Regions from separate parts of the Mus musculus genome. Here regions 1 and 2 are each linked to region 3. The links are chromatin contacts, called in public HiChIP or PLAC-seq and promoter capture Hi-C maps. All regions are on one chromosome and are shown on one strand. The core of a region is the stretch at or near the end of the contact, and the rest is flanking DNA. Distances in the headings are between cores, read along the strand shown.

Region 1 (4,018 bases), core at 1,231-3,730, 1.0 Mb after region 3:
AAGAAAATGGCTTTTCATCCTCATCCGGATGATAGTTTCTTAAATGGTGGGTCATGACCCTATGAGATCATGTGACTGAATTTAAAACTTGTTTTGTGTGTGTGTGTGTGTGTGTGTATTATAGTAAAACATTTAAAAACATAAAATAATTAAAAATTTATTAAAACTCAATGTCAAATGAATCTCAGGCGCTTGTGGGAGCACTTGACCATGTTGCATCGTGAAACTTCACTGCAGCCTTGGTTTGGACAGCCAACAAAAACATTTAGTAAAAAGAAAACTCACAAAGAATGAAGCCTAAACCACTCCAGATGCAACTCAAGATTGCTGTTAAAACTTCTAAAGTTTTCGCCACACATACACATGCACACACATGCACACACTCATTCACATGCACATGCGCACAAACATGCTCGCACATACATGTACACACATGCCCACATGAAGGGCTCTGCTCCTTTAGAAACATAATATTAATTATGGAAAACAAAATGCAGTATTTTTCTTGTCATCAATGCTCAACATGCATCAGATTAGCTATCTCTGGATTACATTGTGTTTCGTTTTAAAAACTGCTGCTTGAGTTGCTAACTTGATTTCCATTAAAAAAAAAAAAAAAGATGAACTGAGGACCTGCCAGATGGCTCAGTGCTAAGTGCAGTGGCTGGCAAGCCTGCGGACTTGAGCCTCATCTCAGAATCCACGAGGTGGGAGGGAGCCAACTCGGCAAAGTTGTCTTTTGACCTTCACAGACTTGCCTACTACACACACAACTATAAAAATAAAAATAAAGATTTCTACAACGTCATTTGGGGTTAGGACAGAATTTCTATCGGTCAGGGACATTTCTGAAATGGCCCTAACCTCTTGCTACTTTATCTTACGTATCTATATAAAGCAGTGTTCTCAGCATTGATGGTTATAAAGTAGAATTATCAATCTGCTCTGAAAACTGTTGAAGACTCTGATCCCTGCTGTAACTTCATTCTTAATGTAAGACTAACCAAGTGCATCCACTTGGAGATTGAACCTACAGCCAAAACATTCTGGGCAATCTCCCTTCCACTGAGCCAAACACCAGTCTTGTCCATTTCATGACTATGCAAATTTGCTTTCATCTTTAACAAAATGGTAAAATTATATGTATACCAAAGAATTCCCTTGGAATAAATGTCTTATGTGATTATTGGCAATAAATATTCCACTACTGTGTCATGTAAAAAAAAAAAAATTCTCCAGCAGAAAGGTGTGTCCTGTGGAGGACGTGTAGGAAAAGTTGTTCCGGGTAGTCAGAATTGACAGAAAGGCTGAAAGGGACTGGTCCCAGAACACTCACTTGATATCTGATACCAGGTGTGGCACTGATCTTAGATAAAATAATACTTGTGAAAATTTTAGAAGTTAAAATTCATTTGTTCATGATTCGAAACAATAACTACAAAAAGCATCCTTTAAAAAAAAAAGAAGTCCTTAAAGCCGGGCGTGTGCTGTCATAGCTCCAGTCCCTGTGCTCAGGCTGAGGCAAGAGAACCACTTGAGTGTGAAGTCAGAGGCTGTGCTTCAGAGGAAAACCCCCACTCCTAAAACCAACACCAAAAGACTAAAATCAAAATCAAGATTGAGTTATCCTGGCATTGTGATTTACTAAGTGTCTCAGTAGCTGGCAGAAATAGCCCGTTAACTGCAGACTCTGGCTGTACAGAGACCAGAAACCTTCAGGGAGCCTCTGTGAATAGTCCTGTTTTACTCTGGGAACGGGCCACAGATAAGGCATACAGGCCTTTGTAGATTTGAACTCAGGTCTGACACCGGGCTAACCTCCTAATCATGCCAGCACCACCCTTCCCTTTTAACCTCCTAAGATAAGATAACGTCAAACCAGGCCTTTCCCTGACCTCTAGAAACCCTTGAAGGGTGTCAACAACCCTTCCTCATTCATTGCTACAGGCCATCACAGCCTTGCAAACTCCCCCCCCCCGCCCCCCCCCCCCAGTCTTATCTGATTTTCTCTGCAGAGAAGGAAGACACACAGGGAGGTGCATCTGTACACCTGAGTCAGAGGAAGTAAGCAGGGCTCTGTGTGAAAGCCTTGAAACAAAGAAGTCGAATTGTAAGTGTCCACCAACCCAGGAAGCTCACAAGAATGGGAAGCTACGAGCTTTAGGGCTTTGTAAAGCTGCAATGCAAAACCTTGGAAGAATTTGCCCCACCTTACCTCCGAGCGGCAAGGAGAACGTCCTATTTTAAAAACAGACAAAAGCCCTCCACGTTTGAGGTGGAAGTGGAGAAGGGAAGCTCTCCAGCTAAAGCACGCACTCTTGCTAGACTAGGGACCCCGGAGAAGCCACTGTTGAAATAATCATGAGTCTGTGCCTGAACTTTCCGGCCCTATTCTCGAGCATCGTCAAGGATCTCTCTACACCAGAAATCTGAGCATGCGCTGATGAGAAAAGCAGCAGCTGTATTTCCTCACCCGAGGCGCTCTGGCTCTTTGGTATTGGAAGCTCTCACCGCGCAGACAGGGCAGGCTGGTGAGCACGAGAAAAGGGAAATAGGGGCAGAAGGGAAGGTGAAAGGAAACTTAGGGGTTTTCTGTTTTGTTTTAGTTTTTCTCAATATTTTTGTGTCACAAGAGGACACATCTCCCTGCCCCTGGACAAAGGAATACAGAAACACAAACAAGCTAGCTGGCTAACTCTTGAAACACCAGCCTAGAGCAGAAGCACATGTGTGTCCCACACCAAGAGACAGTGGTGGTCCCCATGGAAACTATGTTCATGCACAGCCCAAAGCTGTGAAGGTGACAGGAGGCTTTCAGCAGTGATGTCAAAGGACACCAACTGAAATCTATCTGGAGCAAGAAGGTACAGAAAGCTCAGCTTCAATCCCAATTAGGGACCTACCTGTGGCCCGAACACTACCTCAGCTGAGAAAAGGTCTGTTCCTGGCCGCTGCCCTAGCCCCCTTTCAGCAGGACTGAGTGAGCAATGGCCATGTCCTCACAAACAGACCTTATAATGCCAACCCCAGGCCTGTCTGACTTCTGAGTTGGCCTGTGGCCTAGAATTCCTTGCTTCTGGCCCCACCTAACAGATGGGGTATGCCAAAATGCCAGGCCCAAACTTGCTAAACCCTTTGGACACTCTGTCTTGGACCACCCAGCTGTCTGTACAGAGGCCAAGTTCTATATCCAGGTTAAGCACTCCAAGGCTGCATTCCTCTTAATATGGGGGTGTTTCTGCTCTGTGGTGCTGGGGTTCTAGTAAGTCCCTGTAAATCCTCACCATCTCCTACCTTCTTCTCACCTGAAACCTAAAACTGGTAAATTGTGCCAAGTCTGTCCCAATCAAGGTAGTCTCTGAGAGAATTATTTCCATACTGGGTACCAAAGGTAGGAGTGGGAAATATAGCCATCCTCTTTGGTCCTCACTCTCATCCAAATAATTCTTTCTTTCAGAAGCAGGAGAAGAAAGGCCCTATAAGTTCAGCATCTCTGCAACCAGCTGCCTCAACTCTCCTCTTGTGTGATGCAGGCAATGAAGGAAGAGTTGCCTGATCCCAGAAAGTTACTGGCAAGTTGGATAGTGGGTTTCTGCTGGCCCAGAGCTGGCTATGTTTCTTTTAAAGCTGAAAGACCCTAGTATGAGCTGATTTAAAAATATCCAATTTTTAAGGATCATGCAGTAAGAAGAGAAGGGAAAGCCAGAGGAGTGTAAACACTTTCAAAGGATAAAATGAGATTGCTCTCATATTAAAATTGAAATTATTATAGGTGTATGCGATGTCAAGAGTGGGCAGTTACCTTTGCCACAGGTTGCATGTGAGGATCAGAGGACAGCTTTGTGGCGTCAGCTTTTTCAGTCTACCTTTATGTGTATTCTGGGGATCCAATGCAGGTCACTGCTTTACCCACTGACCACTTTTCCCATTCTTGTGAACTTCCTGTTTCAAATGAAATTATGAAGCTGTTCAAAGAGGCCATACTCAAGGCCTCTCTTCTGTACTTGCTTGTTATTAT
Region 2 (4,329 bases), core at 929-3,428, 1.1 Mb after region 3:
TGTTAGGCCCTGTAGGACTTTGGCTGCATGCCCACTTTCCTTTAGAAGTTTTTGTATACATCCTTGGGTTGTGTTTGATGATTAAATGATTATTTATTAAAACCTTTAGGGTTGGTGGTGTAGTTCAGTGGTAGAGCACTGATTTAGGTAGGGTCCAATCCCCGGAAAGGCACACACAAACACACGTCTATACTCTACAGCTTCACACTTTTGACATGTTTACTTTCCATAAGAGAATATTGCTTTTGCAATGGAAACCGTAATGTTGCCAATATGAAAAAAATGTTTCATCCGAATCTATGTTGAAAATATTTTCTTAATGGTGAGAGCCTTAATAAAATCTGTTATCATTCTTTGCAGTTTCTCCAAATGTACTTTGAACATCGAGGGAGGCTAAGCTGACTGTATACTGCTTAGTAGACCCCAGGCTAATACTTCAATCTATCTGCTTGGCCTTAATAACCATTTTGCAGCTACAGATCCACAAGCAGTCTCATTTTTTGAGTCTGAAGTTTCCATGTGTATTTTCCCTCCCATTGCCCAGTAACAGCTGTGTTTTACATCTTTTGGGCTATGCCAAGCATTTTAAGATATGAATATATAAGTGTCTGAAAACAAAGTGATTCAAAATTTATTGTCAGAGTTGGACAGTTTTAGCATATTGGCTGCCTTTTGGAAAGGAGAACCCACATTTCCATCCTTTATTTCCTGCCCCCCTTCTCTTCCTTTAGTATTAGTCCAATAGTCATAGTGGGCACACTACTCTATGTACTACTGAATGGTGAGCAATGGAGCCATTCCAACGGAGAAGAATGGCTGTTTGAGTGACCTATTGCCTCAGAGCTAGTTAAACCAGAAACAATAGTTACAGTTTGCTTTGTACAAAGTAGCATTGGGATTGCTGCTTTCTATTAACCATAGAACTTGCACTGGGGACTTCTACTGGGAGGAGAGGGAATTGGGGGGGGGAGCTAAGGAAATGAAGAAGAGAGGAGAAAGAGGGGAACTGGAAAGGCCCTAGGAGTAGTAGTCTGTGTACTATTGGCATTTAAACCTGGCTGACATTTAACGTTGTAATTAATCCAGGCTATTTGCATAGACTAGATCCTATACCCTTTTTTCTTATTGTTTTTCTTAAATGTTTTAAATACCTCTATTAAGAATCAATCTATCTCTACTCACAAATCCATACATAAATATAAAAGCCAAGCAGAAAATAACAATAAAAACATACCTGCTAAATAAGTAACTTTTAATTCAAAGCAACAGAGGATCTGGAATGTGCATCCCAATTAGCCCGTGTAGTGACAAGCAGTCAACACCTTATTATTTAATCATTAAAGAGAATCTTGCCATAATTCTCCTCTGACATATTTCAAAAAATGAATTAAAGATACATCATGTGACCCACAACAACAATCTACAGTAAAGTTAGATAATGCTAACACTCCATATTCTACAAAGATTGTGCACTGAGAGGCTCAGGAATAAGTTCTTAAATAAGATCCTATGAAGGATTTACAGATTTTTTTTAAAAGTGTATTAAATGTAAGCATTCAGAAACAAGCTACCTAAGGGCCTGTTTGCCTACCCACTGCTGGTTGTATCCAGTTTTTGAGTAGATGAAAACACAATTGTTTCTAGTATTGGTAAACATCTGCTGCCTCATCATTTTTTTTTCTAAGCTGCCGATATAAGCCATGAAGGACATTAGGTTGTCCCCGCCTTACAGGAACCTCTTCCAGGAACCTCTTCCAGCAGGAAGCTGAAATCTCCCGAGGATGACTTTCCTTGCTACTTCGTAATAGGGGAGAGCTTTCAGTCAAGTCTGATTTCGGTTTTAAAACTGTTTCACTCAAACTATGCTTTAAAAGAGGCATTCGGAACTTCGCAAATAGATAAAAACCATCTCCATCAAAGTTCCCAGGCCCATTTGAGAACCCTTCGCAATGGCTCAGACCTCTCTAGATCTCCTGGACCTGGTGACCAGGCGCCCTGAAGCCTAGGCTGCCCAGCCCGGGGGCTGGGTGCCCGCCCTCGCCCTCAAGCTGCTTCCACCCCAGGGAGCCAGCTAGCACTTGGCTTTTAACCTGTGGTGCCAGCGGGGCTTCTGAGCTTCATCTCAGCAAGCCACAGTACTTGGCCTCGGACGTCACGGGCCTGTCAGGATTAACACGCAACAGGGCGCCCTGCTCAGGCCGCCAGCCCCGGCCCAGGAGCAGTTAAATGCAGATTCTGAGGAGGAACTCCTGGAGAGCTGCTGTTGAATAAAACTGTAATCCGAAGATTTCTCCGCGTCCAGCTTCCCCGCTGGAGAGAAGCTGGGTCGCCGCTGATGGCGGAGCACAGGCCTGGCTAATCTCTGCTCTCTCCCCGAGACCTGGCCAGCCCCGAGGCTCTCCGCTCCTATCTCCCTTAGTCCTTGGAGTCCAAACTGCTTAGATTCGAGAATAAAGAGGACCAGATATGCCCGGGAAGAAAGGCGACATCCGGTAGTGCAGCCTCAAGACCAGCATCCCCGCCAGGCACCCCCAGTTCTACCCACGACCCCTAGTCTCCAGCACCGCCTAGCCCGCGTCCTCCCAGCCAAACCTTAGCCTAGACGCCTCCCTTTCAGTACTCTACGGGTTTCAGCCTGGCCCTCTGAGACCAGCAATTCCTGTCTAGGCTCTCTGCAACCCCTCGGGGTCGCGGGCATCTGCGCCTAGCGATAGCGCAGCGGTCGGGAGAGGGCGCCCAGGAGGCTGGCGGCCACTAGGCATGGCCAGGGGACCTCCAGATGGCCTCTAAGAGTGGAGAAGACCGTGAACCCCTAGGAAGTGGGTAAGAATAGGATTACAGCTTCTACTGGTGTCTTAAATCTGATATGATATACAATATATATGATATTGATACGATATGATATATGATACATTTTATGTTAGATAGATAGATAGATAGATAGATAGATAGATAGATAGATAGATAGATAGATAGATAGATAGATAGATGTAGGTCCTACAACATTACATGAACAAGTGGATTTCCCACCAGCATAATAGCACTCCAGGAAATTGGCTGGCATAAAAGTCCTTGATCCCAGGCCTGGTGAGAATGGCAACCTCGGTGTCTTCCGAGGGTAAGGGAGATAAAACAAAATAAACCGTACTGCCAGCAGGCCCTAGAGACAGCGTGGTTAATGAGCTAACTAGGCCTTCCTGAAGTGTAAAGTCCCCTAGGGTACCTAGCTCCAGTGCCGGGTCTCTAACAGGCTGGGCCACCTTCGTTGACAGGTGGAGAAGCCACTCTTCCATGTCTGGCTCCTGAGGATCCACAACGGGCCTCAGCATCCCCCTGGGACCAGCCCTAGACTTCTAAACCAACACTTGGAGACCATGAGGTGGCTCTGGTGCCTTGACCTTCACTCCCCACCCCTTCAGGAGAAGAGAAGCCCAGCCCACCCTGCTCCCAGACAAAGCATCTTGCTTTCACCTCCCCTAGACCCTTTCCTCCACACTAGCTAGCTCTTGTCTTTTTAGAACTGGACAATAGAAAGAACATACATCCATCGCTGTCCTCAATCCAACCGATCTGGGTGCACTGGCAAGCTCACCAGCCACGAGCCAACAGCTCCATAAACCCAGACAAACATACGAAGCCCACATCCTAATGGCGTGGACCGCCTGCACCATTCTCTTTTGGAAGGTAGGAATGGAGAATAAAAGGCACATGTTTACCCAACACATGACTAATGAAACTAAGTAAGGTAAGTTTGGGAAGGAGTAGGGGAGAACTCAATAACGTTTTATTAATTCTGTATCCTCTATGCTCCCCAAACTCCATAACTTTGGTCCTTTATCTTTGACTTTAATAAAATAATGATTCGTTGAGAAAATGGGGTATAAATCTTCATTTTGGAGGCAATTAAAGTGTTGATTTCATTCATGCCCCTAAGCGATTCTTGTAATTTGCTCAAATAGCTTTATGTACCCAGTACTCCGGAGCTTTTAGAATCCCATTTTCTAGTTCAGCTTGTTGGATTACAATTTTTACTCAACAGCAGCTACTAGTGGAATCTGCATTTACCGGAGTTGGTGACTGAGCCCCTAAAGCGGCTGGGCAGTCTTGGGTACTAGGACAGGGACTAGCCTGCCGCTTTCCCACCTTCATATGCTCATACTTTTTTTTTTTTTTTTTGGTTGGTTCTTTGTACCAATCTACACCGACTAGTTTCCGACTCTCCCGCTGACACTTCTAGAGATCTGCTTTGCCTGATCACTCATGGGCAAAGAAGAAATGCAGCACAAATTTCAGAATTACGCGCAATTATTCTTGCTGCAAGAGGATGTT
Region 3 (4,561 bases), core at 1,014-3,513:
TAATGTTTGAATAAAGTAACTGGAGTGAGCTAGCTGGGTGTCAGTCTTTCCCAAGAAAGCTGAACCCCTCTGCTCTTTCGAAAATGAAGATTTAGCACCTTGGTGAGCTTCTCTCTCTACTGTGGCACTTATGACTGACACTAATCAATAAAGCACAAACAATAAAAACTTCAGTACACCATAGCAACTAACTACATTATTTAAGGAATAAATAACCTAGAGATGACTTAAACAATTGGGAAGGAATGGAGGCTAGCTTTGTGGCAGAGCACAGGCCCAGTAAAAGTGAGTCCCCAAGTTTGAGTTTCAGCATTATCACATGAATGAAAGAATAAATGAAGAAAAGGAGAGACAGCCACACACAGGGTACCATACAAAACCACACCACTTTATGCAAAGAACTTCACAATCAGGAGATTTGGTTATCCAAAGGGGTCATGAAACCATCTCCCATGGATTATGATATATGACCATATTGCACATTCTACAGTTTGTTCCTTTTTTCAAGGCATGCAGTCAGAAAAGCCAAATGTAACCTTGGTTGCTCTATAAACATGTTACTTTACATATGAAAGAACCACGCAAGTACACCACATACAATCTTTGCTGTTTGATAAACTATGAGATTTGCCATACTTACCTGAGGAGCAATACGGTTAACAATATGTGAAATCTCATCACTGTATGCACTGGAAATCTGCTTTTTTCTTCCTTTACCTAAAGAAACAAGACATTTCTATGAATTTTAGACCAAGAATTCTAAAATCAGTTGTCACTTTTTAGGAAACAATTGTAATCAGTACAACTTAATGACTCCACCCTAGAATCAGACAGAAAAATCACACATGAGGTTCTAAAAAACAAAACAAAAAACCCAAAACCGTTGTATTATGATGTTACCAGACTAAAATTTTACCGACAATAATTCTTCAAGCACCTACCCACATAAAAATAACAACAGATTACCTAACTGCTTTGTCATTGGAGAATTTTGATCCCAGAAGATATCAGTTTGTCCATCTGGATCATTTGGAGAACTGAAGGTACAGGATAATAAATCCATTTTCACGATTTGTACTGGCGTCTCCTTTCCTGCATAAGATGACAATCATTGCTTCTAAGTGTTACGTTACTTCATAAAAGCTAAAGTCAAACAATTAATTTTCATGTCCAATACAAAGCTTGTCTCCTAAAGACAGTTACTTTAACCACAATAGAAATGTTTCAATGAAAATAATATCTTAATACTTCATAAGTTTAGCACTGTAGTTAGGAAGTGTTCTTTGAAAATTCCATAGGCCCAGGAATGATACCATCTGATCACTGAATTACTATCACCAGGCTTTAGGTACCTCCATGACGTCAGCAGATGTACAGGAAATGCATCCAAACAGAAAGCCAAGCTAAACTCTCACAAGGCCCCTCCTGTAAACTCGACCCAATTTTTTTTTTACTCCATACACCCCAAAACCAATAGTGATTTGTTTCTAGGGAAGCTCTGTCTAGAATCACTTGAAGGTTTACAATGTTATTTTTCTTTCCCAGCCTCGTTTTATTCATAGCAGAAACAAGCAAGGTAACAGACATTGTATTTTACGGACACACCCTAGGATAGAGGTTATGAGTTTGGTCCTTATTGGGATAGATATCTCTTAACTCCAAGTTTACAGAAATGAACGCGCCATCGGTTTGCTGGGCTAACCGGATGTTACACCTAGCAAGTTCCGGGAGCACACTACGGTTTCTGAGGTGGCCCTTTTTGCAAAACAAAACAGCGAGGAAAACAACAACAACCAGCGTAGGTGCCCAGTTTCCGGAACACAGTCCACGGCACAGGCCCCGCCCACAACCAGACGTTCAGAAAAGGCCCGGTTTACCGGACTCGGCTCTGCAGCCCCAGGCCTCCCGCCCGGTCTGCACCGCCAGGCTCCGCTCCCCGCCCTCTCCTCACCCCGGGGACTGCGCCCGCCGTCAGCCGCTGCCTGCCGCTGCGCCCGCCGCGCAGACCGCGTTCCCGCCCGGCGGAGCTGGGAGCTGCAGGCCGCCCTGGACTCCCGCAGCCACGGCTCTGCCGCCGGGCGGCAGTTCTTAGCAGCCGCCCTGTGCGGCGTGCTCCTCCGGGCAGGGCTGTCCGCATGCTTCCTTCGCCGACTCATTCCCGTGCCACCGTCCTTCAGCTGCATTCACATTTTGCTACAGCGGAGCAGGGCAACTGCTCGACAGAGAGCCCGCGCGCCACCGTGCAGCGCCATCTTTGCAAGTCGGGCGCGCAAAATACGCTGCTTCTAATTGGCTGCCTCCGTCTAGGGGCGGGTTACTACGCATGGTGCGGATTGGCTGCGTCAGTGTGAGGGGCGGGGTTAGAAGGCTGCGGCCAGGGCTGAGGAAACAGGAGTTTTCTGAGGTCTACCATCAGACTCGTCCAACTTAGCAGGAACTGCAGGACCCTTTTCTGGATCTGTGACAGGAACTTGGTATGTGAGACAGTAAAGAGTTCATATACAATGACAGATTCTTATTGAATTTAAAATTTAATTGATTATTTCTAAGATTCAAATGATGGTGTGTTATTCGATAATATGAGAAAATAAAGACTATAGTTTAGGAGGTAATAAACGCAATAGTTCATAGATGTTCTGTTATGTGCGTAGCTCCAAAATGTAGGAAAACGTATTAATTTAATAAACTAACAGTCGCTGGAAACTGTACATGCAAAACAGAGCTGTCATCTTAGTAGGAATAAAATAGTGTTTATTTTGAATCAAGTAATAATTTCCATGGCCAGGGAGCATTGATTCAGGTTGGCCTAAAAACATGTTTCAATATAAAAGCAATCGCACAGACTTTAACAGTCACAGAACAAAAAACAAAGCATTTGCCAGGCGCTTTGTTGGGGACAACAGGTAGTAGGTGGGTTACAGCAAAGCAGGAGATGATTCGTCCATAGGCTTTAGGTAAGGATATAATTTATGAGACCCATCCTTTCGTTGATGGAAGTTAGTGATCTGGTAACAGTGCATTCCAAAGTTTTTACCTGCTAGCCTTCAGGATGCCAATCCTGACAGCTGGGTCCTTAATGGCTACTTAGGGCACTAAAGATAGCCATAAAGATTATTTGGTTTTATATCTGTAACACTCCAGTTTCCTTATCATGAAGTGTGTCTGTCTTTTTGTTTTTCAGACAGTGTCTTATGTGTGCCCTGCCTCCTTATTTAATGCAGTCTCGCTGTGAACTCCTGGTCTTCCTGTCTCAAGCTTGTCAGTGCTAGGACCACAGGTCTAGGTCCTGAACAGAATCATCAGCGTAGTTGTGCCTTCTTCCATGCCCCAAATAAAGTGAAACTCGGAGGTTAATTGTGCTTTAATAGATTAGTAATAAACCAAATTCTAAGTTTTTAAAGAATATGATTTGCGATAAATAGTAAAACAAAAGAGTGCCAACTCTACAGAGAGAACTATAAAACACCTTAGAAATAAATTGAAGGCCAAAATAAAAAGGGCTATGCTGTGTTTGTGGTCTGTGTCACTCACTACTGTTAAAGAGTCAATTCTTCCCAAACTGGTGTATAGTCAGTGCTGATGCCCTTAGTCTCAGAGCGGGAGGCACATGCCTGTGCAAAGGGAGGATACCTTTACTCTAAGACATGGAATGAAAAAGGAAAAAGAGACAAGAAATTTCTTGATCTCTTGAAGCATAATGAAGCTGAATCTCACCCAAATGTCAGGAGAGTGGTTAAGACTTACAACAATGTTCTAGCGGTGAAGGGACAGACAAATAAATGGATGGGACAGATAAAGTGCTTAGGTGGAAGCACTGACTTACACCTAAGTACAGGCTTTGTATAATACAAATAAAAGCCATTTAAATAATGAGGAAGGACTATGGGAGATAAACAGTATAGCCAGATGGAATGGTAGCTCATATGTGCAATCCTCCCAGCATGCAGAGGGCAGAAGCAGGAGGATTGAGAGTTTGAGGCCACCTGGGTTATATTGAGTGATCTTATCTCAGAAAATACAAATGATAACTGAAAAAGTACATTTATATGTGTATTATATATATGGATTATATATAATTTACATCGATATGAATCACACATGGAAAAAAATGAGGTGACTTTGTCTCAATCCATATCCCTAAATCAAATCAAATTGGTTCTATTTTTAATTGTAAAATAGTTTTTATTTTATAAAATTATGTATACTGTCATCATGACAGAAAAAATATATTTATGCCAATAAAGACACAAGAGGCAGAAACTGAGGTAAAACCTGCTAACTAAGCGATGTAATTTTATTTTCTTAACTATTTACAAAACATCTATGTACAAGCCTGATTCTACAACTAAACTGCTAGCTCTTTAGAAATACTGTTCTATCTGTATCATTCTATGAAGCTAATCTACCTTTCTCTTGATGTCTTCCAAACCCAAGAGGGCTTCTTACCTCTCTTTTCTAGAATACTGTTTTATCTGTGTCCTGCCAGCTGCTTCTCTCCTGATCCTGCAAGCCCAAAGAGAAAATCCTTACTACCAGGAGCTTCTTCCACAAGGCTCCTCCA

What was found. Promoter capture Hi-C pulls out the DNA fragments that hold promoters and counts their contacts. HiChIP or PLAC-seq counts read pairs in DNA pulled down with a chosen protein or histone mark.
Region 1: a contact with region 3 is called in a promoter capture Hi-C map of embryonic stem cells, with 4 times the contacts expected there. The contact joins the enhancer-like site here to the promoter of Etaa1 in region 3. A contact is called at or near these places in 7 of 39 promoter capture datasets (the 3T3-L1 cell line, embryonic stem cells, hippocampal neurons and 2 more), 2 of 115 datasets of contacts at active chromatin or transcription factors (embryonic stem cells and extraembryonic endoderm stem cells) and 1 of 9 other capture datasets (macrophages).
Region 2: a contact with region 3 is called in an H3K27ac HiChIP or PLAC-seq map of the NIH/3T3 cell line, with 5 times the contacts expected there. The contact joins the enhancer-like site here to the promoter of Etaa1 in region 3. A contact is called at or near these places in 10 of 39 promoter capture datasets (the HPC-7 cell line, cranial neural crest, embryonic stem cells and 3 more), 9 of 484 Hi-C or Micro-C datasets (brain, cardiomyocytes, cerebellar granule neurons and 5 more), 8 of 115 datasets of contacts at active chromatin or transcription factors (the NIH/3T3 cell line, cardiomyocytes, differentiating embryonic stem cells and 5 more) and 2 of 9 other capture datasets (embryonic stem cells and macrophages).

Annotation. Positions count from the first base shown.
Region 1 is chr11:18,955,476-18,959,493 of GRCm38.p6, forward strand. The region is part of intron 7 of Meis1 (Meis homeobox 1); the gene reads right to left. Among named protein-coding and RNA genes, the nearest start is that of Gm16141, 32 kb to the right of the region's middle. Within about 2 kb of position 2,481, at least 91 of the 459 cell types and tissues checked have an H3K27ac peak or open chromatin away from gene starts, as enhancers often do. A contact at or near this core is called in embryonic stem cells and extraembryonic endoderm stem cells, where this site is marked.
Region 2 is chr11:19,005,608-19,009,936 of GRCm38.p6, forward strand. The region is part of intron 6 of Meis1 (Meis homeobox 1); the gene reads right to left. Gm16141 (a long non-coding RNA gene) reads left to right here. Exons shown (of 3, transcript XR_381070.4): 1 at 1-3,684. Among named protein-coding and RNA genes, the nearest start is that of Meis1, 11 kb to the right of the region's middle. Within about 2 kb of position 2,179, at least 74 of the 459 cell types and tissues checked have an H3K27ac peak or open chromatin away from gene starts, as enhancers often do. A contact at or near this core is called in the NIH/3T3 cell line, cardiomyocytes, cerebellar granule neurons and 4 more, where this site is marked.
Region 3 is chr11:17,951,612-17,956,172 of GRCm38.p6, forward strand. It overlaps Etaa1 (Ewing tumor-associated antigen 1), which reads right to left and starts at 2,264. Exons shown (of 6, transcript NM_026576.4): 1 at 1,952-2,264; 2 at 967-1,092; 3 at 641-717. The coding sequence starts at 2,183. Etaa1os (Ewing tumor-associated antigen 1, opposite strand) reads left to right here and starts at 2,359. Exons shown (of 3, transcript NR_131915.1): 1 at 2,359-2,474.